Linked DNA regions of Mus musculus: all the other regions are linked to region 3. Evidence: chromatin contacts called from public Hi-C and promoter capture Hi-C data. All regions are on one chromosome and are shown on one strand. Each heading gives the region's core, a stretch centred on a gene start, on an enhancer-like site or on the middle of the called end of the contact. The rest is flanking DNA. Distances are from core to core; before and after follow the strand shown.

Region 1 (3,050 bases), core at 363-2,862, 3.5 Mb after region 3:
GAGTACTGTTGTTTATTTTGTTTTTAAGACAGTTTCATGTATTTCAGGCTGGCTTTCAGCTTCATATTCTACCTCAGCTACCTAAGAATTGAAATTACAGATCTTGGCTATTATACCCCACCTAATGACTTTCTGATTTAGAGTAAAGGCAAGGAGGAGTGATGGAAAAGCAGGGTGTTTGGACAGAGTGGTTTAGGGATGGTGGTTACAGATGGATGTTCAAACTAGCTTTTCCTGTTAGGCGATTTATACATTATTCTTTCAAGTATATACTGAACATCGACAATATATTATGTTTCTTCCATTTACTGTCTTTAAAAAAAAAAAAGAGATTTATTTATTTTATGTATACCAGGAGAGGGCACCAGATCCCATTACAGTTGGTTGTGAGCCACCATGGGGTTGCTGGGAATTGAATTCAGGACCTCTGGAAGAGCAGCCAGTGCTCTTAATCGCTGAGCCCATCTATCTCTCCAGCTCCTTTAAGATGTTTTTGTTTGAGGGAATCATTTAAAATTCTTAGCAAATCTCGTTTCAGTTCTATATTGATTTCCCAGGACGTGGTGGAGAGGTAGTATGTACCTCTTTTTTTTTTTTTTTTTTTTTTTTTTAACACAGCTCCTGTTATCTGTGAGACCTCAATAATTTAGAGAGGTCTGGTTTCTAGAACATGCCCACTCTTCTGCTCTCTGCTAGATCCTAGGAGAAAAGACACCAAAAGGATGAAAATGAAGCTTTGGCCCAGATCAGGGGAGGGAGGAGGCATAGAACGGAAAATAAATAAGATACAAAGTAACAAGGTCTTTACAAGCAGACTGCCTGAACTTCACCGGGACTTGTAAAGGTTACCAAATGTGTCCTGGAGAAGGCCGCAAGAAACCCAGAACAAGTATAGATTCTGAAAGTGCAGCTGAGGCTGAAGGGCCAAGAATCTCCTCATTGGGCTCAAGCTCTGTTAAGGCAAATCCATTGCTCAGGTCTATTCTAGAGATTCAGAGGGGGAAAGTGTACGGCGAGGGCTGGCTTGCGCTGGAAAGAACAGTGGGGAGTGGAGTGTCTGCAGACAATCTGTGGATTGATGGGTTTCCAGGAAGGGTCCTCCGGCTCTCCAAGTGCAAGCTAGGTGGCCAAGGAGCCTTCCCATCATTGCCCGCAGACAGGAGCTAGAGAAGGATAGAACAATTACCAGGTCATCCTTGGGACTTCCTTCTGATTGGCCGGAGCTTCCGTAGCGAGTCTCCGCGCTCCAAGGAAGGGGGCGGGGCCTGGACACAGCGTCACTGCGGTTTGGTGCTCACTCCTCTAGCCACGCACCAGCCCTCTTCGAGGGGCCTGTGTGACGTCATGAGCCTCTCTCAGCCAACCGTTGCGGCAGAGGGAGTGGGACTCTACATCCCTCCCCATCGTCCCTCCTTTCCCCCCCCCCCCCCCCTTTCCCGGCAATTCCTTACGCTCCTCCTCTTCCCCTCCGTTCCTAATCAGAGACCGCCTCCACGTTCGGTTTCAAAAGGATCGTCACCCAATGAATAACGGTGTGGGCCTCGAGTGGCGGACCGGCCCGCCAATGCCCGGCCGCCAAGGGCGGAGCGGCCGGAGCCGATCTCTGACGGTGGACGGCGTGTGACGCAGTCAGGCCTCTGCGCGCTGCGCCCGAAGCGGCGGTCGGTGGCAGCGGCGGCGGCGACGACGGTTTTTCTGGAGGCCGCGCGGTGAGCGGCGGGTGACGGGCGGACCTGGGCTCTCACTCCAGACGCACCGCTGTAAGTCGGGAGCGCTGCCGGGGCTGGGCGGGTAGATCTTCCTCTCTGTACCGGCATCTGCGCTGGACGCCCGGGGCCCTCTCCGCCGCCGAGTCTCGTGCCGGGCGCGCTCCTTCGGGCCTGCGTGAGGGGGCGGGGCCCGGGGCCTGCGGCCTGGCTCGGGAGGCCCTGGGAGGGGATCCAACTGTGTGGGGCGTAGGCCGGAGGGGTCTCGGGTCGCAGCCCACATTGAGTGAACCTCGCTTTCTCCGGTGCTACTCATTCATTCGCTGGGTGGAGGTGAGCAGCCCGCGGTAGGCAGACCCTTGCAGGGTGGTGCCTTGGGGGGACTTCAGTGAGGTCTCCCCGTCACTTCCTTGACCACTCTACAGGACACGTTTTGTCTAGGGTTCAACCAGAGGGTTGAGTGAGTCAGAACTGTGTTTAGCTTTTTAAGACACTGACAATTGTCTGATAAATAAAATGAAGGGTTCTTTCTGTTCCGTGTAAACCTAGGTGAGAAAGATTGAATTTCTGAGTAACTGGAGCCATAAGCGTTTAAATTGTCAATCGCCCCCACTCTGCCTCAAGTACAGAGGCTTTATTAGTGGGAGGTAGGTAGAGGAAGAGAATCCAGGTGTCTTGATTCAAGTCTAGTAGAATTTGTATACTCTTCCACCCTTCCTCTATGTTCCAGTCTCCCAATATTGGCAATTCTCTATTTGGTAGGGGTAAGGACCCAGCATTTGACATAATTTTCAAAAACACTTCTAGTTTAGCTGTTTTCATGTTCGTTTATATATAGTAAGATAACTTGATTAGTAGTACCCTGATGGGGACTTTTTTTGCTTTTTTTTTTTTTTTTTTTTTTTTTTAACTTCGGAGACAACCCTTGGTTGGCCTGGAATTCGCTATGTAGACCAGGCTTGCCACAGACTCAAAGAGACCACCTGCCTCTAACGCTGAGGTAATGAGATTAAAGGTGTTTGCCATCACATCCAGACTTAACATAGACTTTTGAGAACAAAACTTTAAAAATGATGAAATTGGCTTTAACCTTGGCAGTGCACACCTTTTATCCCAGCACTTGAGAGGCAAAGGCAGGAGGCACTCTGTGACTACAAAGCTAGCCTACTCTTCATACTGAGTTTCAGGACATCTAGGGCTGCAGAGACCCTGACTCAAAAAGCCAAGTGGGGTGGGGAATAAAACCAAGATAGATGTGGTGCAGGCCTGTAATGTCACCAGTTATGGAAATTGAGGCCAGAGAACTAGAGCATACACAGGCAAAACACTTATGCACGTGATAAA
Region 2 (3,196 bases), core at 124-2,623, 3.8 Mb before region 3:
CAATGTCCACAGTTTATCCAGGTTGACTGTTGGGCAGAAGCTCTGGTTCCTCTTCAAGTGGTAATGCCGCATACCAACTTTCCCAAAGTAACCTGGGTGACTGGGGAGGGAAGGCAACCATCTTCAGAGCCTCACTGAGAAAACTTATCTTTGTAGTTGTCTCCTAGTGAGTGTAAGTGTTCACTACTGTAAACATTGACACAGCAGGCACCAGATACAATTTTTGAACTAAAAGTCAGGTCACTCAGTAGCACCCCCACTCCTTAAAGGATTCCCTAAATAGGGTGCAACGTAACTTTGAATGGGTTAACTTGACATATGTCACTAACCTGGTGACTGACTGTGCCAGAAAGTCCACACAGCCAGTGAATAAGGTCAGCAGTTATTCTTCGAGGACTTAAGCACACTAAGGCAACAAGCAATACCTGAGCGTGACTCTAGCCTCGGACAGGTCCCCTCAGTTCAAGTGCAGCGTTTACTTGCTAAAGCTAGCCATACCAAATGGTAAGAAGCCCGTTTCCAGGGAGACACCGTCCTAACTCACCCCTTCAGCCCCCACTTCCAAAACACTCACTATTTGTCAAAGTTGATCCTGTGGTGGTGCATGCCTCCAGCATTCCCGCGGCCGCCTGGGTGCTTGCGGTGCTTACCTGTCGGCACACAAAGCAACTTGTGTGACTTATAGCTGCTCACATGCCCTTATTCCTGCTCTCAGTTTACCATCCGTTTCTAAGCCCGATTTATCAAGACTCGGGGATAGAAGGAACATTTACGGCATTTCACATCCCAGCGGCATGTGTTTAACTCTCACCCCGCTACCAACATAAAGTAGGGGAACTGCAAGTGTTTCCTTCCACCCACGGATGTCTACTTTCCAACAAAACTCCAAAGGCCAAACGCCGAGGAGGCGCACACTTACCGATGCGGCCGTGGCCGTGGCTCACGTGGCCCCGGAGTTTCCGGGTCTTCCTCAGTCTGGATGGCTGCGTGGGAAAAACAGCAAAGTGGTTAGGCCTGCTTAGAGGATGGGGAGACCGGGGAGAGGGCAGCAATGCCTGCCTGCCCGGATCAGGCCTGCACACGAGGACTTGCCTTCTGGAGCACCGGCTAAGCCGAGGCCGGGACTCAGAGCGTGCTCAGCCGCCCGGGCCCGCACGTCCACGCGATCCCAGCTCTGGTCGGAACACGCGGCCCCACGTTCCTCGCCCCACACCCGAGTGGGTCATCCCGCCCCGCAGGCTACGCCCAGCCATGGAGACCCACTAGGACCATAGCAAGCAGCTGAAAGGCTGGGAAGCAGAGCCCCGACCCTCCGCGATGGAGCGGAGGCCAAGAGAAGACCTACCATGGCGGTGGCAGAAAGGGAAAAGGGAGGAGCTCACGAAGTCTCGCGAGGTAGCAGGCGCGGGGGCGGGACCAATGCTTCATTTCCGGCCAGGAGGCCGGCTTCGGGAAGGGCTCCTGACGTCACGGCTCCCGGCGCCCGCCTCTTCCTTTCCGTGTGGATGGGCGGGGTGAACCGGTGGCGCCCGCCCCCGGAAGCCCCGGTAGCTCCTCCCTAGTCGAGCGCCGCTGCGGCCGGTCATCGTCGGAGTGCACTGTTCTTTTCTGGTGCGGTTGGTTTTTGTCTCCGGGCAGCAATGGCGGTGGCTCAGAGCATCGGCAAGACTTCCGCAGGGCCTCTGACGTCCCTTAAAGGGACACTGCCCTTCTCTTTTGCTCTGGTCCTCTCTTCATGTCCTGCCAAATTTGAACAGCCTTCTGTGCTTCAGGGATCTAGATTCTGTAACTATTTTGTATAAACATCACATTTGAATTTTCTCCAGACTCTGGCTGGTATGCTTTTACTCCCCTGGACCCGAGGTTCCCAGCCCAGCGTGCTCCTCATACAAGTATTTTCCGTGTCGACCTTCTTGGACCTGTTTTGTTACTTGTTTACTCGAACTATCACACTTGTAACTTCTAATTGCCAAGTTACATTTTTCTTCCCGATAGAGCCCAGATTCTCTAAGGGTTCAGGACTGGGCAATTTTGCTTGTTTTCCTTTTAAATCCATGAGTTCCTGGCGTGTAGCCTGCTTGCTAACAAAAGTGGTACACTTGTGCACAAGATTCTAACCCCTTAATCTGTTTTATTGTTTCTTACTTGATCCGTTAAACTAAAGAATATTCTAGTCAAAACTCTCAGAAAGCAGAGTGGGCAAATCCTGTCTGTCTGCTAGCTTCTTGCTCGGTGTTTAGTCCATTACAATCTGGGCAGTTTGACTTTAGCCACACCATTTCCTCAAGATCTTGTATTTGTTTTGAGACAGGGTCTTACTCTGAAGCCAAGGCTGGCCTTGTACCTCCTGACTGCTGGAGTTACACTCCTAATCGATTGGCTAGGCATGATGGTCTCGAACTTTCTCGTGTGGGCTGTAATAGCATATCTATGGCTGTCCTTGTTCAGCTCCTATTCAGGCAGTCCTGTTGGTGATACTATGGGTGTGGCTTCTTACACTCCTAGGACACACAATTTCACAGTAAAGCCTCTGATCTCTGGCTCTTACAGTCTTTCCCTCGCCTTAGGTGGAGGGGTTGTTTTACAGATTTATCCAGTGGGACTGGACTTCACACCTCTGCATTTTGATTGGTTATAGCTTTCTATATCAGTTTCTTTCTGCCTGTTGCAAAGAGAGCTTTCTTTGAGGGCTGAGGACTACCATTTTCTGTTATAAGGACAAATATTAGAACTACCCATGCCTTCACTGCTAGTATCCCAGTACCACTCTTGATTTCCCTAACCTTAACCTTTTGATCCTCCAGTCTTAGCTTCCCATGTTCTGAGATTTTAAGCATGTACCCTCATGACCAACTCTTTCTGAACTCTAAAGAATAGAGGAACTACCTTAGTATTCTACTACTTCCAATAGCACTCCAGGCCACAATGGTAAGACCCCCAACATCCTCAGAGCGCCTTGAACTTTACAAAATCTAGCTTCATTTTTTCATGAGACAAAAGACACAGAACTGGGTGACTTGTCCTAGGTTATAAAGTTGGTAGGGTACAGAGCCTGGACCTAGCCTTCCCCTTCCCTCTCCAGATTCCCCGTTTTTAGTCTCAGTGACCACTCCCTTTTGACCTCACAATACTCTGATCTTCATCTCTCCTTCATCTCACAGGCATTAATCATATACTGCCTAAGTCTAGCAGAAAG
Region 3 (3,213 bases), core at 665-3,164:
GGAGAGCTGGAGGCCATTCTGAATTACATGACACCCTGTCTCCAAAAGCAAACCAAAAACTACGAACTAAACTCTCAACACTGCACTTGTTGCTTCTGTTATCAGCCAGTATTTCAGAAAGTGTTCATAGTATCTGTTTCCTCACCTCCCATTCACTTTTCTCCCTGAGAAGCCTGCCATCTCTAGCGTGTAGATTATGTCTGATTCAAAGACTCTAGCAGCAACCACAAGTGGTTCCTTATGTGAAGGAACCCACTGTAATGCACTTTCCTGTTACTGTTCTGCAATAGCATTCAAAAGATCAAATTCATCCTAAATGTAAGTGAAATGAGACTTTTTAAATGCTCATCCATGCTCTTTAACTTCTCAGTAGCCTACAATTAACCACTCTTCTTTTATTAAAACATCCATTCTCTAATCTTAATCCATTTCTTATTTCTTATTCTGATGGTTGTTCCCTGTCAGCCAGGCTTCTCAACCTCTGCCTTTATTTTCTACTCTTCTAAGGTACTACATTCCACATTATAGAGTCTTCAGATACCATTTAAATGCTATTTGTGGCATCTTGGTCTCCCAATCCGACCTCCTGAACTTTAAATCTGCATGACTAACAACCTGCCAAGCGTTTCCAAGTCACTGTAGTGTCACCAAAACTGTGGCCAGTCCATAATGGAACCTCAGCAACTGCCAAGTATCCAAGTACCCAAACCTCCTTTTAAACCCCAGGTCATCTTTGACAACCCCTTCACATCCCATACCAACTCAATTACTTCATCCTTATGATTTTAGGGCTCTCACCCCAACCCTGTCTCAATTCTTGTATCCAAAACATCACTTTAAGGCAATTGCGTCCAGGGTGACGCCTGACAAATGGGTACTCTCATCACTACATAAGCTTCAGAACTTTAGACCTCTAATATCCTTTCCCACTTCTACCCAACGCTCTAGGGCGCAGAAACTCATCCTCCAGCTACATGTAATTCCAGACAATTTTCTGGCACTCAGGTCTGCCTCTGACATGAGTTCATAGAGGCTGCAAAGTTCCCGGGAACCGGATTGTGAAACTTAGTTTAAAAAAAAAAAAAAAAAAAACAAACCCAACTCCGACAGCTTCCTCTGTGTAGACGTTCCTCCATCAACAGGCTTTGCTTACTACTACTACTCCTTACACTGGATAGCAAAGTCAGCCGCCCCCGCCAGACATGAGCACCCCGAGTAGCGGAGAGAGGACTTGTAGCCGTCTCACTCGCCAACGCTTCAGCTCACCCCTGATTGAGGTCGTTCTCTGTGTTGTCCAGCCACAAGCGCACCGCCACCGCGTTGCCCTCCCGGCACTGAGTGAAAATGTCGTCCATAGCAGCGTCCCGGCACAGAGACCCCGGGACTGGGGAAGCCTCGGGGGACTGAGGGAGAACAGAGACAAGAGAATGACTCTCTGTGTGAGTTCCCTCAGGACAGAGGTGTCAGTGCTGGGATGGGGAGCGTCGCGAGAGGGACAGTGGTTGTCTATGAAGGGCTTCGGGCAGCGGACGACCCCTTGGCTCGAGGAGCAGGAGGGTCTGGGGGTGTAGGGTAGACTTTGCTAGTTTCCCGAGTTGGTGTCAGCCGGCTCTGAGCCCCGGCCCTCGAGCAAGGCTTGGGGGTGGGGGAAGGGACCCAAGCTGCAAACACCCGGGGGAGGGGACAGGGGTCCTTGCCCGGCGGCCCCGGCTCAGAACTGCTGCAGAGATCGCAGAGACGGGTTTGCAAGACAGCGTGGGGTAGGGCGCGGAGCTACCCACACTCACCGGGACTCGGGCCGCAGGCGCCTTCTCCGGGGGAACTCCCGTCCGGCCGCGCCCGCCGCCCGGCCCCGCCCCGGCCCGCCCCGGCCAGCTCGGGCCAGCGCGGGCCGCGGTCCCTCCCTTCCGACCTCCTACTGCCTCTCTAGCTCGCCAGCGGCTACGCTCTATGGTGCTCTGCTCCGCGAAGGCCGCTCTAGCTACCACAGAATTTCACTCGGTGGCTTCCGGCCCGGTTTGGTCCGACTCCAGCCCTAGGATTCCCTGACGCGCGCTGCACGTGGGCCAGAGCGTAGGCTCCTCCGGCCCTGCGGGCTACGGGTGGTATGTTCGAAGAGCCCGAATGGGTGGAGGCGGCCCCAGCCATCGTGGGCCTAGGGGCCGCGACAGCACAGGTTAGGCCGGCGACTGCCCCGCCAGTCAAGGTGAGCGGCCCTGCACTGGGCTGTTTGAAGGAGGTGAAGCCTACCCTCCGGGGGTCGTATTGGTTAGAGGGAGAGCCTGAATGCTATCGTGGATCGGGGTGGTGAGGGAGTTAGTTATGATCTGAAGATCCGGATAGTCCAAATAGGAATGCGGGATTCGGAGCGTGGAGCGTGGAGCGCAGAGCTTGAAAAGTTTAAGTTTTTTGTACACTAAGGGTAGAAATCAGTAGAGTTGTTTTAGCAGTGGAGTGGCTTCTCCAAGTTTTCTCTCACCTGGCATCACTTTATATACTGAGGATCGATTCCAGGGCTTCAGCGTGGTAGATAAGCATTTATTACTGAGCTGAATCCGTAGTCTTGAAAGGATTTTTAGAGGATTTTTAGTGGCAGTGTAGAAAGTATATTAGAGTAAAGGCAAGTGACTGGGAGGTTATCAGAATTACTATTCAAAAGAGGCTCAAGGTAAGGGTCTAGCTGAGGACAAGCAGCAGGACTTGAACCCCAAATCAGCTTCACGGAAAGCAGGCCTTTTCCTTTGAACCTCATCAGATATGAGGGTTTCAGTATCCCCTTGGGGTGTTCCTGACCTTCAGTTAGCCCAGGATGTTCTGCTCATTTCTGTAGTCCATTTCTGCTTGTCTGTGTGCAGCTTCTCTCTACTGCAGTTAGGAACTTTTTTTTTTTTTTTTTTTTTTTTCGAGACAGGGTTTCTCTGTGTAGCCCTGGCTGTCCTGGAACTCACTCTGTAGACCAGTCTGGCCTCGAACTCAGAAATCCGCTTGCCTCTGCCTCCCAAGTGCTGGGATTAAAGGTGTGTACCACCACTGCTGGCCAGTTAGGAACATTTTTAATAGACATGTGTGACACTGCCCTTCCTGTTTCAAAACAAAAAAAACAAACAAACAAAAAACCCTCTGCTGCTCCTAGAATGCTGTCAGTGGGAGGCAAAGATGGCTGCTGTCTTGCCTTGGTCCTGTTGTTTGTGTGCTTATCACATTCCTCTAAGG
Region 4 (3,148 bases), core at 342-2,841, 3.2 Mb before region 3:
TCATGTGGGCTCTGGGAAGTGAAGCACGGGCAGGCAGTGAAGCGCCCTGGCAGCCCTGCTTACTCAATTTTCTACTTGACCAACCCACTGGTACACTCAGGGGCACCTCACAAGGAATACCAAGCCCAAGCCACACTCTGTCCTTTCTTCTTGTATGCACAACGGCAGCTCTAGAACTCACCCAAACCCCTCTCATGCTGCAGTTCTGTCACGCCTTGACCTGCGAGCTCTATTTCCTTGCGTCCACTCTCTGCCTCTCTCTGCCTCCCCTTTGCAGGTGCTCTGCTTCAGCCCTCAATCTGCTGTCCAGGCCCAACTCAGGTCTACTACTTTCCACAAAGCAGGCATGTTCTCTAGTTTCCCCTGCCTCGGCTCTGGAATGAGTGCTGGTCATGGGCCTCTGCAGAGACCAGCCTGGAGGAGTCTTCTCAGCTCCCTGTGAGTCCTGCCCCACAGGCAGGTGACCAAACCACTGAGGGCTTCACTTCCTGCCACCCTCCCGTAAGCCTGGGATGCCAACCTCTTCAGATAGTTGGCTTCTCTTCATCTTGAAGGTTAGCGACGGACACATAATACAACAACAGTCTGTGTCCAAATGAAAAATCAGAGGAGTGAGGTGGGGGTTGGGGGTGGGGGTAGAACTTGGAGCTGAGCATATCTAGGGTTTATGAACCAGTATGTAGGAAAACCTTGGGACACGTGCCTGTCTGAAAAGTTTAGGAAAGCTAGATATTATATATCCAGAATATGTTACAAATATACCTGGTTTATTTGAGTTGGAGGAAGCTTCTGACACATCCTCTTCCCTAACATGGGTGGTGGGCACTTTCTGTTTGTGCTGGGGTGGTGGTAGGTCACTGCATAAGAGAGGGCATGTGGGTACTCTGTTTAACGGGTCAAGGGCTTTGAACTTGCTGTCATTTGAGCTTTCATTTTTGGCAGCATGCCCTCTCAGTACCACGTTGTTGGGAGTATAAAATAACATGTAGATCAAGTATCACAAACTACGCAATAGCTTATACCTACTCCTTGCACATTTCTGTGGCTTAACGGCAATTCGGCTGAATTCAGATCACTCGGGAAGGCAAGCCACAGTAGGAAGGTGCAAAAAGAGAAACAGGCTAAGAGTTCAGGGGCGATGGAACGAGAGGAATAGTAAGATGCACAGGAAGAAAACATTAATTTCCCCAGAACTCACCCAACAGGGTTCCAATAACTCGGGCAGCTCCCTCGTTGCGGCGTTCGTAGCTGTCCACGATCGAGGCCAAAATGACGGGGTGTAGCCTGACCACGCGGCCGCCCGGGAAAGGCCCCGGGAGGGCGGGCCCGGGCTGCGAAGGCGCCGGCGTCTGCGCTGGGGCTGGCGCGGAGGCTGGGGTCTGGCCCGGGGCTGCAGGCGCAGCTACAGCAGGATCAGACGAGACGGGCGCCGGGGACGCAGCGGGAGTCGCAGCCGGTGTCGGAGCTGGCGTGGATGGGGTCGGGGCTGAAGCCGGGGCTGCGGTGACGACCGGCGCCGGGGCTGCGGCTGCAGTGGCAGGAGGGACATTAGCCGGTACGGCCGGAGAAGCCATCTTGCCGAGAAAGAGAGAGAGCCTAGAACAGAAGAGCGTGAGTTGGAGGAATTAGAAATTTGATTGGCTAAATTTATACCACGTGAATCATATCTTGATGACTATTGGACATGAAATTTCCGGCTAGTTGTAAGTTTTAGTGCGCGGTGTGCGCTTTAATTTCTGTCCGATGCGCACTCAGTGTGTAGGAGTCCAGAGTAGTTCCTAGTAACTTTAGGACTTCCTGGGGTGGGAATGGGGAGGAAGCAACTAGCAATCTACACAGTTGCCACCAGGTGGCGGCACAGAGTAGTGTAAAGGTCGCAATTGTTTAAGACTTAAATGGATATTAAATATCAGTCTTACAGGGGATTCACTGTTACATCCATTTAACTTATTAATCAATGAATTAAAATTTGGACTCAGGATCTACTTTGCATTCCACGCCTAGCCATATAGGTTAGGTTGGCCTGGAACTTACCTCAACTTTCCTGCCTCTGCTTCCCGAATGCTAGGACTATAGGCAGGAATCATCATGCCTGACCAATAGTGCTTTATTTGTGATGGCTTCATAAGGCATCATTAGGGAGGCATATTCATTCAACAATTTAAATGCTTAATATGCACCAGACTCTCTCTTATATGCTAGGGTATATAAGTGAACTAAATAGCAAAGGGTTGCATTCTCTTTGGGGGAGAGAAAAGGACTAAATCCTACATTAGGTTAGAAAGTGCTTCGATACACAGTAAATTATTATTACTATTTGACTGTGCTATGAGAAAGAAATGATCAGTGGAGGTTATGAGAGCATGAAAGATTATGAAGGGTTAGAGTAGGATACAATGAGGGTATCAAGTTGGAGTGGAAACTTGAAGAATTCAGGCAGCCAACTATTATTTGGGGTTTTGTAGGGAGAGCTCTTCTGGTGGAGTGAACAGTTCATGTAGAGGGCTTAAGGTGAATGAGAGCAAGACTAGTACATTTAAAGAAAGAATTTGGTGGTTAAATGGCATTATCAAAAGAAAGGATAGATCTCTAAGCAGGGCCAGGAGCTAATTATGAAGACTCCTATGCTGGTACTGGAGAGATGGCTCAGCGGTTAGGAACACAACTAGAGTTGTGAGTAGCTGTAAGCCACCAACCAACCCCTTCCCCTTGCTAGAACCTCAACGCAGATTCTCTGCAATAACCTCTTCCAAAGGTCCTAAGTTCAATTCCCAGCAACTACACAGTGGCTTACAATCATTTGTAATAGGATCTGATGCCTCCTTCTGGTGTGTCTGAAGATAGGGACAGTGTGTGTGTGTGTGTAATAGATAAATAAATATTTTCATTTTTTATTTTTATTTTTTGGTTTTTTGAGACAGGGTTTCTCTGTATAGCCCTGGCTGTCCTGGAACTCACTTTGTAGACCAGGCTGGCCTCGAACTCAGAAATCCGCCTGCCTCTGCCTCCCGAGTGCTGGGATTAAAGGCGTGCGCCACCATGCCCGGCAGATAAATCTTTTTAAAAAGACTCCTATGCTATAAAAAAATTTGGGCAGTAGAAAGATAGTTCAGTGAGAGAGAAACACACACACACACACACACACACA
Region 5 (3,210 bases), core at 137-2,636, 3.0 Mb after region 3:
CTGTAGCCAACTCATCCTCCCAACTCCTCCCAATTCCTCACGTTTTTCCTCTAAAAGCCCCCTACTGTTACCGATAGGGAGCTCATCCTCAGCTGACAATAAAGCCTCTTGCAGTTTTGCATCAGGTGTGGTTTTCTCTCGAGTTATTGGAGTGCTGGCCAGCTCATCCCGGGACTTGAGCGGAAGTCTCCCCAGTTTCGGGGTCTAACAATAGTAGGTGTGGCCTTGTTGGAAGAAGTGTGTCACTGTAGGGATGGGCTTAGAGACCCTTCTCCTAGCTTCCTGGAAGCCAGTCTTCTCCTGTTCTTATTTTTATTCTGTATAAGTTCATCAGCCAATGAGGTTACTTGATCGTGTCTTCAAAACTTTTAAGTCCAAAGTGCTCCTCATAAGCAAGAGCCTCTTCCCCCAGTCACTCTATGGTGTCCTATTCTCAGGGCCTTTGAGAGTCAGTCATAGTTACAAACACATTCAATTACAAATGAAAAAGATGTCCCCTTTTGATTTCAATTCCCTTGAACTTGGTTGACTTTAAGGCAGAGAATGTATGACCCAGTCTTGCAATCCAGGTCTCTTTGTATGCATGCTCAATTAGTATTTTTTAAATGTCTTCTTTGAATCCATCTGTTCACTGTGACATAAGGTCAGTCATTTGTCTCTACCAAGAAGCAGAGGCTCAGTTCAAATCTCAGTTCCTCCCTCTCCCCCTACAGTGCTGGTCCTGTCTATTTTCAATAATTTTCTGGGTGTCACCCTGAAGAATGTCAACCATGTCCTCAGCTCTGACATTGTCATGGAATTCAAAGAGCATGGGTCCCAACGATAAACATATCACTGGAAGCTGGATTCATCTGGAATTTTTTTCGTTACTTCCCATATGTCACTGAGTGTCTTCTCTTGCTTACTCAGTAAAAGTCCCAGTATCCGAAAAAGAACCAAAGAACTACAAAGAAAAATCCAGGTCTATGATTTAACACGCTTGGTCTTGTGTGTCTCTGCGGTTGGACGAGAGGAAAGCTTACACACTGCTTTAAAAAGATTTTTTTACTGGCAGCTTATGATCAGGACTTCGTAATTTAATATGTTTTCTAACTCTGAAACTAGTTTGTTGCAATGAGGAGCTACCAAAAGTATGTAAGTGTCAAGAGTTAGCCAGGAAAAACAGAAGCATTTATTAAAACTTTTGCTTAATTGTCTGAAACCTGGAGCAGCCACTTGCAGCTCGTGTTCCAGGGAACTGCGGATTCCAATGCGTAAAGGTGCCACTTAAGGAAGCCCGGCTGCGCACCCACGCTAGGTAGCTGAATTCAACCAGGAAACGTGGCAAGCGAACAGCCAATCAGGCCACTCTGAGTGCAGAAGTGATTCGTCGGTTCCGGCGCAGTGGGTGGGTCCTGCAGCTCCGGGCGCGGCTCTTGCCTTGGGTCCCTCGCCCCCGCTGCTATCGCGGCTTCCGGCGGCGGGCGAGCGCCCCGCTGCTTCCTACGCTGCGGATTGGACCGCTGGAGCCCCGCGCCTCCACAGCTGCTTAGAGAAGGAGGCGACAGCAGACCTCTTTGGAGGACAACACAGGTCCTGCCCTCTTTACCCTCCCCTGTTCCCAATCCCACCGCCCTGGGGAACTGCCTAGTGCCCGAAGGTCAGGAAGGCACGGACCGCCACTGCTTCCAGACCCGAGGCTGGTTTCTGCCGCTTCCAGGCTCTTCCCCCTCCCTTCGCGGCCCTGAGGACCGTGGAGGCACTGGTTGCTAGGTGCAACCTTTTGATATTGTAGTCTACAAAGTTCACTCTGGAGAACAAAATCGCATAAAGAAACTTAACATTTTACAGTTTTGTGTTTGGCCTGTATTCACAGCTGCCCTCAGCTACAGGTTGGACAGGTCTGAGCAGTTAATGAGTCAAACTTTTGACCAAGTATTTATGTTTGATAAAAGATCTCTATTGGAGATCCTCTATTGGAAAACTGTATTTATCTCCAGATCTTTGACATCTTTCCCATGTTTACATTTTTTGAGGCAATGTATAGAACTAACATGCTTCCACTACATTTTTGTGATTTATCTTGATTTATCATTTCTATCTTTCTTTGCCTCGCTTTCCTACTGCCAGTGTCTTCCAAATTTTCATCTGCTGTTTTGTCTGGTTGTTGTTGTTGTTGTTGTTGTTGTTGTTGTTGTTGTTGTTGTTGTTGTTTGGGGGTTTTTTTGGTTTTCTGTAGCTTTAAGTAGTGCTTTTGACACCAAAGCATGAACAGGTGGACACATGCACACTGCCTTAGATGAAGATATTAACACCTCTACTATCAGCTATGCCTAAACATTTACATTGAATTCTCATGCATTTAACAAGTATTGAGACACTGTTGTTGGCATCAAGAATACACTGAGCAAAACTGAAGATAACTCTGTATTAAACGTACCACGACATTAGGATATTGTAAGAAAAACAGAAAATATGAATAGTAAATTTCTAGTGTGTGAATTAAGAAACCCACAGACTCTGGTAAATGATATCAACAGTGAGATCGTGGAAACAGTCTCAGTTGGAAGAGTGTGATTCCAAATAGGGTAAAATGAACAGACCCCGGGTCCAAGCACTGCACATAGCACTGAGGAGAATATGGCTGCCACGGGTGCAGTTGGGAGAGTAAGAAGACTTAGGCATCTGCCTAGCATGCTTGAGATTCTTGTTAAATCCCCAGCATTTCAGAACAGTCGAGGGGGTGAGGGGGTGAAAGGAGGATGCTTACTCCATGATCCCTCCGCTGGAGCGTACATGGGCCTTTGAGTTCAGTATTCGTTAGTGCACAACTGGATCTTAGGATTCTGGATCTCATGGCTGGGTGGAGACGGTGGAAGCAGAGAGACAGAAAGCAGGGGAAACAGCAAGAAGGAGTAACAACCTGAGGACGACCTGATCTCAGTCCTACAGGCTTCTGCTCTCGTTCCTACAAAACGCCCTTCTGCCAGACTCAACACAGTGGTTTCTTCCTCTCTGCTTTTGAATTTGTCCTCTACCCTGAAGCTGGGGAAGATGGGTGATTTTCCCGAAGTAGAATATTGGAAACCTGGGCCAATCAATCACCTATAAAATGAGATCAGTAACAGTTTCTGTCCCAGGTTATGGAATACCAATTATCCATGTAAAGTGCACAAAGCCATGTCTGGTACTCAGCCTGATACTCAAGAGTGTTTTCTGTTATTTTGCCTT
Region 6 (3,002 bases), core at 485-2,984, 3.3 Mb after region 3:
GTGTATTTTACATATGTATGTATAAAACTGTTAGAGACTCTTAAAAGTTAAATGAGTAAGATACACAGCACTCCTAATTCCAGATGACGGTAAATAGAACTAATTTCTACACTGTGTGGCTAAATACGGATAAACAAGATGCCTGACCAGTAGTCACATCAACTGTCCCCTCTTAGTTCATGTTCTGAGTTCTCCAGGAAATGAGAACTTGAAGGACACATCAAAATTAAGGAAAGTGTCAGGCAATAAATTCACATTTAACACTGAAGTATAGTTAAGTGAAGGGCTAGAGGTAAGTGACATAAAATCACATAGCATGCAAAGAACCCCTGATACACACTGTATTTACTTACAGGATCAACAAAGTCCATGTTGAGTCCATAACAGAGTTTCTGGATTCGTGATGTAATTTTGTCAAACATAACTCGCTCTTGGCGGCCATCTAAATAATCAAATCACAGTTAGCATTAGCAGTTATTAAGCGGGCAATACCAAAGAATCAAGTATATTCAGCTTTTAAAACTGTTTAAAACAATTAAGAGATTGTCTTTGGGGTCTGCAGAGACTGCTCAGTGGTTAATCATGTCTACTCGGATTAAGTCTTTGTCTATTTGGGTTAAAAGTCTTTGTCTATCGACCTATGATAGAGGAGGCAGCCCTCTGTGAGTTTGAGGCTAGACTGATCTACACAGAGTAAGTTCCAGGCCAGTCAGAGAAACCCTGTCCCAAGAACAAACAATGTAAAAAAAAAAAAAAAAAAAAAAACCTCCCCACAAAAATGCAGAGGCAGGAGAGATGATACTACACTCCCACCTCAGAAGAGACCAGAAAAATGACAGATGTTCAAAAAATGTGGTGTCCTGCCTTTTCTTTTTTTCCTTATTTCCTCCTACACCAGATCATCGACTCCGCGGTTCTTTTGTCTGTTATTTTGTTTAAGAAATGAGGAAAGACAGGCACAGGGCTATTATGAGCTATGGGTTTCAATTCTAACCTCACCAACTACTAGCTGGGGTGGAATGGGGGTGTTGGGGTGCTTTTTCGTGTCTTTGCAACCTCTTCTAAAAAAATGGAGCCAAAAGCAGCTACCTCTGAGGATGGCGGCAAGGAATAACAGTGCTCGGGAACAATCTCAGACAGGGTTGGAGGGAGTCTGGAAGGGAGCACAAAGTCAAAGTCAAAGGGAACACACAAAGGTCAAGAGAATGGGGACAGACTGAGCAGACACAGGCCCAGCTGACAGACAGGGCGGGAAGCGCGGCGGGAAGCGCGGGAAGCGGCGAGGCGCCGCGGGTCGGGCGGGTCGGGCGGGCCGGCGATAGTGACCGCTGGGCTCTCCGCAGCCGGGTCCCCTCTCCTCCTCCCCATCCCCACGGACCCCTCACCTCGCTTGATCACATGCATCGCCGCTAGAAGCTGAAGTGCTGAGAGGTTCGAGACCAGTTAGCAGCTCCGAGGCGAAGAAGGGACAGAGACGACTGTCAGATGTGAAGGGTTGGACTCCGAGAGGCTGCTCGGACGGAGGGATGGAAGCTGCGCGATAGACAGCACTTTCCTCACCAGAGCAGACTAACCGAATTACGAACTCCTTCCCGCTCCCGCCACCCGTGACGTGCAGAGCAACGCGACGGACGGAATTCGAATGACGTTCTTGACGTTTCAACGCCGGGAGTTGAATGGGCGGAAACTGAGCAGTAGACAGACAGCACACGAGTCCCTTGGCCGCCATATTGAGTGTGGGCAAAGCCCGGGAGACTGCGCTCCTTTCCACCACATTGGGTGAAAGCGGACCTGGCGGGAACGAGTTCTCCTGCCGCCATATTGGGTGTGGGCAAGCAAATCTCCCGAGTATTTTTATTTCATAACAAAAAAGTAACCAACCAGATATCCAGAACACCTTTTTCCTTTTTCCTTCTTCCTCCTCCCTTCCCCCTTCCCTACCCCTCTGACTTTTTTTTTTTTTTTTTTGCTATTTTACATTATGGACATTATGGAAACACCAAGATTTTGTTCTGGTTTGCACTAAAGCCTACAACCCGCAAATAAGAAGCAGATAGGAAGCCCGGGGCTCGTAGGTCTACACTCCTCAGTTAAAGAGTGGGGCTAGACCAAAGGTGTTTGAATTTCAGCCTTACAGAAATAGGGGTACTGTGAAACTCTTATGAAGGCCCACAGTCCATTTGCTTTTACAGTTTTGTGGATGGTAGTAGAGATAGGATCAGCAATAAGATAGTCGTCGCCACATTAATACGTGAAAACAGCCAGACATTATGCAGAGACCAAGACATCTGCGAATACTCAGTCCTAAGGGACTTCTCCATCAAATCCCTCCCCAAATGACTCAGGGGGCCCCATAGAAAAGGAGGAAGAAAGAGTGTAAGAACCTAGGGGGATGGAGGACACCGAAGAATCAAGGCCCTCTATGCTCTTATAAACTCTTGAGACTAAGGCAGCATGCCCAGGGCCTGCCTGCCTTCCAGTTTACTAGTGTTTTTTATGGGATTTTATAGTGTTCGCCTGAGTGTGCGAACAAGTGTATCTCTGATTCTTGTTCCTTCTCATGCATTCTGTCCTTCTGTTGGTTCTGTTCAACACTGATGTGCTAGTTTTCTTTCTTTTTTTTTTTTTCTTTTTTCTTTTCTTCCCTTGGAAGCCTGTTTGTTTTCTAACGAGAGACAAAACGGGGCAGGACCCAGATGGGGAGGAACTGGAAGGAGAGAAGGGAAAACATAATCAGGATATGTTATGTGAGGCGAAAAAAAAAATCCATTTTCAATAAAATGGGGGGAAAGGCTAGGTGAAAAAAAGAAAGAATAGTTAAAGTCGTACTTTAAACCTATTCAAGACAAGTATAAAAACTAATTTCGGTCATAAAACTGATCTTCATAAAATAATGTATGTGGCATTCTTTCGCTAAAACCTATCATTTGCTTCTTACACCCTCCAGAAGGGGTCCATCTCCACCCACAACTGACACATCATAGGAAATCCTACATGAAGCT
Region 7 (3,231 bases), core at 308-2,807, 3.2 Mb after region 3:
TTTGTAGACCAGGCTAGCCTCGAACTCAGAAATCCGCCTGCCTCTGCCTCCGGAGTGCTGGGATTAAAGGCGTGCGCCACCACACCCGTCATCCTTTCTTGTCCCTCTCCCACACCCGTTGGTCCTTTCTTGTTTCCAACTGGTCCTCCTTCTGCTTCCATATTTTTGGGGGCTTCTTAAGTCACTAAATTAGAAATAAGTAGAAGAAGCTTTTCCTGTCCTGGACAAAATGTACTTGCATATCACCAGGGACAACTTGGGTTGCCAATACACACTCAAGTTAGTAGAGAATATGATTAAAACCCAAAGTATAAACATCTCACTTCACCAACACACTAATAATGTGCTAGACAATAATATCAATAGCATTAATTCTTCCCAAATAAAGACTTGGGTCATTTTGTCAGGGAGAGGGAAGTTTGAAATATCAAAGTACTATCTGTGAGTGAAGGGAGTTTGGGTCTTCAGTAGGTGGGGTCTTCAAACAATTACCAAGGTGGGAGCTGAGGCAGCTCTGAGTACAATATGTTAGTAGTCCTGTGTGCACATTATAGAGTATATATCAGCACACCCCTAGGGTGTGCATTAATCTCTCTATCCAGTGTGTAAACTGAAACAGAGCATCCTCTGGTGGTGAATAGCAAAATAGACATTGACTCTACCCTCTGCCTTATTTTGGGACCCAAGTTCTTTGCCTGCAGGAAATAGCAGCAGACCTTCCGTGGTAGAAGCAGAGTCGTTTTCTGATGTTTATAGATGTCTTCGTCCTTTCGGATGCTTGACTCTTTTTCATTCTGCTTTCTAGGACTGTTGTGCTCCAGGAACCAAGCCCCAGTACAACAGCACAATCTAGACAGTAGATGTTGCCTGGCGGCCTTTCACTAAGAGAGATCTCTTAAACAGGACTAGAAATTTCAAATCACAGAATGGTTTTGTTTCCTAAATATAATAAATAGCGAGGAAAATTCCACTGCTGTTTTTAGCGCAAGTTATAATACAATATCAATTGTCCATAAGTCTTAACTCCCTTCACTGGTACAACACATACCTTGACATCATAAAGAATAAATTTCTAGCCCCAAACTATTTGAAAAGAGCAAAATCACACAACAGAGTGGTGGGAAATGGGTATACTTCAAGTACTCTGTACAATTAATATATACTAATAAAAAACAGTGACGGTGGCGGGATCAGTCTTGGGGGAAGCTATCCATCCCTGTAGGAAACAGATGGTGACTCCTCCCTCTCCCATTCAGACCTCTTCTCTCAGAAGCTCCCAGGTAAGAAGAAAAGACCAGTGTCAAAGATCGATATCCTGTAGATTACATTCTGTTAAAGGGGACAAGGGGGCCTTAGAGAGACCCAGGAGGACAGGTACTGAGTTTTTTCCCTGCCTGTGGCCAGGAGTCAGTTTCTTGCACCTCTGACCTCTCTCCTCCCACTCTCTGCCCTGTCTCTGCCCAGTCTCCGCCCAGCCTCCGCCTTCTCTGCCTCTAACCTCCTCTTGCCACTCAACTCCTCACTCCTCCCCTTGCTCCTCCCTCTTCCTGCTAGACCTGCCTCTGAGAGGAAACTGAAAGTGAAATTTGGACTGCAGGCTTGCAAAAGCGAAGCTGGGAGCACATAACTAAAGCTGAGGACCCTGGTTAGGTGAGTGAGACTGGGACCCCTGGCCGGCCTAGGTGGGCTCTTTATCCCCACACCAGATTCAAGGAGCCTCTTCCCATCAGCACCCCACACTCGGGAATTTGCGAACCCACCTGCTGCTTCTTTTCATCAGAGTTGTCTTGTCCTAGCCCTGCAGAGCTGCCCATGCTGGCCTGTGGAAGCTGGGCTCTGAAAGTGACTTTCCTAGTGCCCTGGACTAGCTGAGACGACAGTCCTAGCAAGGGCAGGAGAAGCAGGGTGGTGACCTAGGCCAGAGGGGAGCTCAGGGAAACCCTTACCCCTTGAAGATCCCTGCTTGAGGAGAGTGCTATCCATGTAGAAATTTCTGTGGATTTAAGATACTCCACACCCTAAAGGAAGTTGAGACTAGGTTTGGAGCAGCTTAGAGAAGAGCCCAGGGAGTGCTCCCCAAAAATGTTCACCGGTGAGCACACCTGCATGTTATGTACATAGACATTTATAGAGGGGAACATATGGGCACGCCTACATTGATGCATTTGTGCACAAGTATAGTTTGCATATAAAAACATCAATATATGTGTACATACATATATAAAAACATGCATATACACACATGCAACTCTTATAACTGGGCCATATACTCTTAGACAATGTACTCCGGATAATGAATGACATCTTACATGAACCTGAGTGGGGTCGCTAATGACACACCTAGGCTGCATTGTGTTGCCTATTGCACAACCACCATATGTGCAGCCTGTCATATTTGACAAAATGTCTACTATGATGTATAGCTGCATAAACCTTGACTCCTAATGCCTGACCCCTGTGGTTTCTGCCAAGATTAATGAAGACTAGTATGAGCTAACTCTGGTTGGAATATGGAGGGTCTGTGGTGATATGGTAAATGGTCGTTACTGCCATGACTGACGTCTCTGGGCAGTAGAGGCATAAGATGACAGAAAGGAAATGGGAGACGCCTAGACAGTGAGGGTTAAGCAGGGATGGGTGTGGTGACGGTGGAGCTGTTAGCAGCGTTACCCCCACCAGTTTTCTCTGTCTCTTCTAGAAACTCGGTTTCCCCTTCTGCCTGGCTTGCTCAGTGGGTGAGGCCGGAGGAGAGGCTCCTGTCATTCAGGTTGGTGCTTTTGCCTTCTGCCTTTCCCTCCTGTGTCATCGCTTGTCCACCTTGGCATTATTTGGGGGAGTTTGGGGTTTGCCTTGCTTTTGCTTTTGTCCTACAAACTCTCATTTTTATCTCTTCGCCCCTCTGCATCTCTCAAGATTCCACGGCAGATATCACCCTCTACAACCTCAAAAATGTCTCTGGAAAAGATGTGGGAGGAGGTCACCTGTTCTATCTGCCTGGATCCCATGGTGGAGCCTATGAGTATCGAATGTGGCCATTGCTTTTGCAAGGAATGCATTTTTGAAGTTGGGAAGAATGGGGGCAGTTCATGTCCCGAGTGCCGGCAACAGTTTCTGCTCCGAAACCTCAGGCCCAATAGACATATAGCCAACATGGTGGAAAACCTTAAACAGATAGCCCAGAATACCAAGAAGAGTACCCAGGAAACGCACTGCATGAAGCATGGAGAGAAG

What was found. Promoter capture Hi-C pulls out the DNA fragments that hold promoters and counts their contacts. A called contact is a pair of places that touch in the nucleus more often than the background predicts.
Region 1: a promoter capture Hi-C map of pre-B cells shows a contact between it and region 3, with 7 times the contacts expected there. The contact joins the promoter of Nup98 here to the promoter of Ilk in region 3. A contact is called at or near these places in 5 of 39 promoter capture datasets (cranial neural crest, frontonasal cranial neural crest, maxillary cranial neural crest and 2 more).
Region 2: a contact with region 3 is called in a Hi-C map of B cells, with 5 read pairs. The contact joins the promoter of Rpl27a here to the promoter of Ilk in region 3. A contact is called at or near these places in 1 of 39 promoter capture datasets (cranial neural crest), 3 of 484 Hi-C or Micro-C datasets (B cells, CD8 T cells and the G1E-ER4 cell line) and 1 of 9 other capture datasets (liver).
Region 4: a promoter capture Hi-C map of pre-B cells shows a contact between it and region 3, with 8 times the contacts expected there. The contact joins the promoter of Eif3f here to the promoter of Ilk in region 3. A contact is called at or near these places in 3 of 39 promoter capture datasets (cranial neural crest, frontonasal cranial neural crest and pre-B cells).
Region 5: a promoter capture Hi-C map of pre-B cells shows a contact between it and region 3, with 6 times the contacts expected there. The contact joins the promoter of Trim68 here to the promoter of Ilk in region 3. A contact is called at or near these places in 2 of 39 promoter capture datasets (cranial neural crest and pre-B cells) and 1 of 484 Hi-C or Micro-C datasets (CD4 T cells).
Region 6: a promoter capture Hi-C map of pre-B cells shows a contact between it and region 3, with 5 times the contacts expected there. The contact joins the promoter of Rrm1 here to the promoter of Ilk in region 3. A contact is called at or near these places in 6 of 39 promoter capture datasets (cranial neural crest, frontonasal cranial neural crest, liver and 3 more) and 1 of 484 Hi-C or Micro-C datasets (LSK cells).
Region 7: a promoter capture Hi-C map of liver shows a contact between it and region 3, with 5 times the contacts expected there. The contact joins the promoter of Trim21 here to the promoter of Ilk in region 3. A contact is called at or near these places in 4 of 39 promoter capture datasets (cranial neural crest, liver, pre-B cells and 1 more).

What each region holds. Positions count from the first base shown.
Region 1 is chr7:102,208,728-102,211,777 of GRCm38.p6, reverse strand. Nup98 (nucleoporin 98) reads left to right here and starts at 1,612. Exons shown (of 33, transcript NM_001287164.1): 1 at 1,612-1,760. It also overlaps a transcript of Pgap2 not described here.
Region 2 is chr7:109,517,372-109,520,567 of GRCm38.p6, reverse strand. Rpl27a (ribosomal protein L27A) reads right to left here and starts at 1,373. Exons shown (of 5, transcript NM_011975.3): 1 at 1,346-1,373; 2 at 920-983; 3 at 575-650; 4 at 1-100. The coding sequence starts at 1,348. Snora3 (small nucleolar RNA, H/ACA box 3) reads right to left here and starts at 436; the gene lies at 317-436.
Region 3 is chr7:105,735,291-105,738,503 of GRCm38.p6, reverse strand. It overlaps Ilk (integrin linked kinase), which reads right to left and starts at 1,914. Exons shown (of 13, transcript NM_001161724.1): 1 at 1,788-1,914; 2 at 1,267-1,403. The coding sequence starts at 1,355. It overlaps Rrp8 (ribosomal RNA processing 8, methyltransferase, homolog (yeast)), which reads left to right and starts at 1,920. Exons shown (of 7, transcript NM_025897.2): 1 at 1,920-2,206. The coding sequence starts at 2,108.
Region 4 is chr7:108,932,858-108,936,005 of GRCm38.p6, reverse strand. It overlaps Eif3f (eukaryotic translation initiation factor 3, subunit F), which reads right to left and starts at 1,591. Exons shown (of 8, transcript NM_025344.2): 1 at 1,199-1,591. The coding sequence starts at 1,574.
Region 5 is chr7:102,685,503-102,688,712 of GRCm38.p6, reverse strand. It overlaps Trim68 (tripartite motif-containing 68), which reads left to right and starts at 1,386. Exons shown (of 7, transcript NM_198012.4): 1 at 1,386-1,572.
Region 6 is chr7:102,440,427-102,443,428 of GRCm38.p6, reverse strand. Rrm1 (ribonucleotide reductase M1) reads right to left here and starts at 1,734. Exons shown (of 19, transcript NM_009103.3): 1 at 1,386-1,734; 2 at 354-442. The coding sequence starts at 1,404.
Region 7 is chr7:102,563,808-102,567,038 of GRCm38.p6, reverse strand. It overlaps Trim21 (tripartite motif-containing 21), which reads left to right and starts at 1,557. Exons shown (of 8, transcript NM_009277.4): 1 at 1,557-1,650; 2 at 2,699-2,767; 3 at 2,914-3,231. The coding sequence starts at 2,950.